Regions from separate parts of the Drosophila melanogaster genome. Here region 1 is linked to region 2. The links are chromatin contacts, called in public Hi-C maps. All regions are on one chromosome and are shown on one strand. Each heading gives the region's core, a stretch centred on a gene start, on an enhancer-like site or on the middle of the called end of the contact. The rest is flanking DNA. Distances are from core to core; before and after follow the strand shown.

What was found. Hi-C and Micro-C count contacts between places; a contact is called where the count stands out from the background.
Region 1: a contact with region 2 is called in a Hi-C map of the Kc167 cell line, with 5 times the contacts expected there. The contact joins the promoter of plum here to the promoter of Tsp96F in region 2. A contact is called at or near these places in 3 of 107 Hi-C or Micro-C datasets (the Kc167 cell line and cellular blastoderm embryo).

Annotation. Positions count from the first base shown.
Region 1 is chr3R:26,533,816-26,536,515 of dm6, forward strand. It overlaps plum (plum,), which reads right to left and starts at 1,402. Exons shown (of 11, transcript NM_001260388.1): 1 at 909-1,402. scrib (scribble) reads left to right here and starts at 2,535. Exons shown (of 25, transcript NM_001260393.1): 1 at 2,535-2,582.
Region 2 is chr3R:25,880,076-25,882,775 of dm6, forward strand. It overlaps Tsp96F (Tetraspanin 96F), which reads right to left and starts at 1,352. Exons shown (of 5, transcript NM_001276048.2): 1 at 941-1,352. The coding sequence starts at 1,006. It overlaps SppL (Signal peptide peptidase-like), which reads left to right and starts at 1,909. Exons shown (of 7, transcript NM_143180.2): 1 at 1,909-2,200.

The sequences.
Region 1 (2,700 bases), core at 152-2,651, 650 kb after region 2:
TTAACCAAGCAAGCAAATTAAACGAATAAAATAAAAAATGCTTCTGGTTGAAAAAATATTGGAAATACTAGCTTATTTCTTCTGTGCATTGTGGCGTTCATTTGTTTACAGCCCTGCGATATAAAACTTTGTCTCGTTTACATCTTTTTCGAAATATATTGTATAATATTCGGTTTTGGTTTAAGATAAAACCCAAAACTGGAAGATGAGCAAAAAGCCGGCTGAGCAAAGGAAATCACATTGGGGTAGTTGTTGTTATATAAAACAAATTGTACGCGAATTTTTGCACAAAAACACACAGATACACGACACACACACACAAAGAGCCGCAAAATCCGGCGCTCAGGAAAACAGAGAGCGAAAGAGCGGATGAAGAGGACGAAGGGGAGGAAGATGAGGAAACAAACGAATTTCAGCAACGACGCAAATTTCGATTTCCTCGAAATTTCTACCTTCTATTATGCTCGTTCCTCTCCCGACTGCTGCTTCTTCTTGCGCTTCTTGTTTGGGCATCATATACTTTTTTGTTTGCAAAAATAAAAAATAAGGAGAAGAAAACAGTGAAGAAGAAGCAACAGCAGCGGCGGCAGCAGCAGCGCAGCTTACTAAGCTTTTGAGATGCCGCCGTTTTGCTCCTTGTTTTTTGTTTTTGCTACGCTCTTGCTGCTTTGCCTTTGCTTTTTCGGGTATTTTGCCTTTGGGTTTTTTTGCTTTTTTGCGTTTTTGCCTTTTGCGTGAACAAGAAGCAGCAGCAACTACTGTACTTGGAGTTTTTCCTTTGCTACATACATTCGTATATCCTTTTTGCCGCTTTGTTTGTTTGGAATTTCTCAATTTTCAAATACTGATGCCACCCACACGCACACACACAAACGTACACGCACTCCCACTCGCACACATACACGCACTTTACGCTTTTTTGTGCTTTGCTGCGTCTCCAGTTTCTTGTTATTTCGCCCTTTGTTGTATTATGTCATAATTTATTTGTCGCCCAGGACTAAACAATGCCGGAATTTTGCACAATTGATAAAGCCAATGAATCACATTTCGTTTTCATTAGCCCCCACTCGTGCTGTCTTGCTCTTTCTGGCTGCACCGGCTCCTCTCTTTTACTTTTTACTTTTTACTTTTCTGCTACCTTTGTTGTCTTTTTTGCATTTCCGCTTTACGTTTGTGTTTCGCTCGCACTCACGCACTCAAACACACGCAAACACAGACGCACACATAGCTGCAATTACTGTTGTTGCCCAGCTTGTTTAACTTTTGTTTGTTGTTTGAAACACACACAAGCACGCAGCGTCGTCGAAAATATCGCGAATTTACAAGCGCCGGCAAAAATTTACTAGAGAAATCCGCCCGCAATTACACAGAGCGACGCAGCAAACACGTCCAAACTGTTCGCCGAGCTTTGGCGCACTGCTTAACTTATGCTTATGAATGGAACGGCGGCGACAAGCAGCCCGTTCGGCGAAAGAACGAGAAAGCGATAGTGATACTCCCCCAATTTCTCTTTCTCCTCGGCGCTATGTTAACCGATTCGGGAAAGGCGCCGATTTGAATGTAATACGATTGCGATCAGATGGAAAATTCGCATCTGTTTTAAAACGTAAAAGATAAAAACTACCAGCTTCTACTTCTTCTTTACGATGTTGTCTTGCATTGCAAAAATCGAACTCCACAGCTTTAATCATTTAGGCTTCACTTAAACTTAGCACTAAAAATAATGCTCAATATCTTCTTAAACACCAAATAGACATGAAGGAATATCAAATACACATTCCTATGACAAAAAAAAATGTTAAACAATTTCAGCTCTTTTTAACATCAAGATACAAAGAACAAAACCTTTGGGTTTAAATCGGTTAACATTGCTTAACATTAAGCGGTTGTAAGAGAGCAGCAACTTAAGAGAATTTGTACACTCTTTTATCTTGCTCAATTTGAGCTTTGAAGAGAGCCGGCAACTTTTGTTTTTGTTTGCGACGCCAAAATTTCAATGTCGACGTCGCAGTCGGCAGCGTAAGCTTTTCGAGCAGCGAAAAACAAACAAAACGGAATGCGAGTAAAGCAAAAAAGAGACACAAAAAAAATGCAGTTTGTTGAATCTAGTACTAAGATTTAAATTTATTACAGACAAACGTAACTTTTATTTTGCACTAGAAAAATATTACATATTATATTATTATCTTGTGTTATATTATATTATAATTACTTACCGAACACCAAGTACTTTACAGTATTCAAGTTATTTTCCTTTTTTAACGTAATTAATGAAAATATTCATTATCTTTTAATCTTAATTTAAAATATTAACTTAAACTTCATCTCAAATAGGAAGGCGCCGATTAAAAATCGGAAATAGAGATGGCAAATAAAACGAATGGTTGTTGTCTTTACTAAAGGTGAGTTGCGCAGTTGCTAGTAGTGTGACCAGACGGCGATTCACAAAATTTCTCCAAAGTGTGAACGTATGCGAAGATACTTCGTTGATGGAAGAGGAGTGTCACCTTTTTCTTGGTTTTTCCAGAGCGTCATACTGCAAAGAGTTGTTGTTGCGCGCGGGCGGACGACGAGAAAAAATTGTAAACGCGGATGAAAACAACGGTTGATTTTCACCCAACGCTCGTGATTTTCGACCGCTTTTGAGTGTGGAAGCGAAAAAACCGCCTGTTTTTTAACTGCATGAGTGCGTGCGAGTGT
Region 2 (2,700 bases), core at 102-2,601:
ACAACAAGCAGATAAGTTGGCCAAAGAAAGTAAAACCCTTTTTTTTGGGGTGAGGAGAGGTCCTTTTTTACCGAATTAAGCCAACCGAAGTTTGTAAAAATATCAACGGCACGTATACGTTATAAAAATAATAAAACAAAAAAAGAGAGACAGGAAGAGACAGAAGCAAAAGAAAAACAACTGAACAAACATGTGGAGGGAAAAGAAAACAGTGGGAGGTGGGAATGGAGATGCTTAAATGTTTATCTGTCTGTGTGTGTGTGTGTCCCCTCCCACAACGGAACTTCTATTGTTTTTATGCGGGAGTACGAGCAGAGCGGTAGGGAGTGCGAGCGGGAGATGGAGAGATACAGTGATGTCGCTTTTAAAAGCCAGTTGAAGTTTTGAAGTTATAAATGGTAGAAAATAATTTAAAGTCAAATAGTTCATAACAAACAAAACCGATTTGTTTAATTTCAAAAAGAAAAACCCTTCTATTAATGTTTTTAATTAACCGCGTACTTGAATATTTATATAATCTTGTCCATTTAATGTTTTTAAGCCCGCTCATTAAAAAAAAAATATTTAAGTTAATATATTATTATATTTATTTTATTATTTATTTATTTATATTTTTTACTTCCTTTTCGATTAAATATTTCAAGCCGTACTTAAATAAGTTTCAACTTATGTTTTGGGCACCTCTGGGATCGAGAGAGTGGAAAGAGGGACTGAAAGAGCGGTAGGACTCCAAAGAGCGTGCGCACGGCTCCTCCCTCCGCCCGCGCGCCAAGCGTGAGAAAGAGGGGCGTAGGGAATACACAACACACACACATTCGCTCACGCAACACCCACACACACGCGCGCGAAAAGGAGGTCCGTGTGTTCCAGTTGTTGTTGTGATGGGAGAGAACCGAATCTCGCATTGTTGTTGTTGCTGCTGCTGCTGGAATCTACATACCCAGAATAAAATGTTTATAAGGACCATCAGATATTTGACGCACGAACAGCAGCCGTTGAGACCCATGGCGCGGATTGATATTCTTAAATAGGTAACTCCTTAAAAAGTAGCTGCAATTTAACTGGTTTTTCAACCACTTGGAGATGCTCTTTTTCCAAGGAACCCCGAACTGCAGTGTCGCCTGCACTTTTCGACCTTTTGCACTTTTTCAAAACACCCGCTCGATTGTACTATATTTTTCAAATTTTTTTAAAATTTCCCGTGCTAAAATCCACCGATTTGAGCCACTGTTTGCGCGATTGGCCGTTGCACCCGATTTGTTTTAAAAATTTTATTTGTGCATCGAGGCGTCCGTCCAACGTAAAATTCTTGTATCAGTGCGACCATTAGCTCGGCCGTTCAAATATACCAGCGGGTATAGAAAGGCTAAAAACCGAAAAGTGGTGACCCTTAGAAGATACCAAAGAAGTGGTTGAATAACTTTGATGAGGCTTAGCATGGCTTGCAACCTGCTTGGATTTGCAGCCTATACGCAAACCAAAGTGGCCTATCGATATTTTGGATAAGTTCTATTGCCAATTTTCCCAATAAAATAAAAACTTCACTTGAATGTTAAAAGTAATTTAGTTTCAGTGTTTACATAATGTTCAAATAACCTTTTGATTGTTATTATGAAAGTTAAAAATTAAAAATTTAGATATTCTAACTAACTATTATCCCCAATGTTTCAGCTATAATCACCATATTTAAAGTAGATTTCATTTTAAAGTATAAATTTGTGGTTGTTTACATTATTTTAACATGTCTATTTAATTATTACTATGAAAGTGGGTAATTGAAAATTAGGATATTCCAGGTTTTTGATTTACTTTGGCTATGATTTTCCCAAAATATTTAAATCTGTAAATGTAAACAGTTTGAAATGTGACCTTAATAGTTCATGCTTTGTTCATTCTTCTGCGAAACGGTCACACTGTTCGCGCAGGCGAAAATGGCCTAAAGCGTGAAATGTTTAATTCGTTGTTGTTTCTCCTCCGCAATAGTTACTAATAGAAACAAATGCAAAATGGCTGTCTAACGTTTAAGTGCAGCGACCGCCGAAGATCGTGGAAATATGCATGAAAAGCGGCTCGCAGGCAAATGAAAGGCGCGTGAAAATGTAGCAGACACCTTTTTATCGCGAAAACGAACATCGGTGCAAAGGGAAAAACAAAAACCAAGGAAAATACAGCCAAACGCGAATGTGAATGTGAAGGCAAAGTAAGCGAAAAGTCCCCCAACTTTTTTGGGGAGTATCGAGTGCACCACATACGTTTTTCAATATATATTTCGATTGCATTGAAATCAGAAACATGACAATTTCCCCCCTTCCCTTATTGCTGTTGTTGTTGTTGTCGGCTTGTTGCAAGTTTGTGTGAGTGTGTCTTGTAATTTTGTTACGCAGTGGAGCGAAGTTGGAGTTTTGTGGAATGGAAATGGAATGAAGTGGAACGAAGTGGAGTGTAACCAAACACGAAATGGAAAAACGAGGAAAAAACCTTAAAGCGCAGCCTAAGCTTTAGTCGTACTGAAAATTTCTCAAGCGCTGCAAGCCAGTCTTTGCCAAAGTAAAGCCCCTACCTCCCCCCCCCTCTTTTTGCATAATAAACGAAAAACGTTGCGCCCACTTTACGCACTTGTTTTTATGCTTTCCGCGTTCAGTGCACTTAAAAACTTAATTGGTTCCCCCGTCGGCGGTGCTAATGTAGCGCATTTCACTG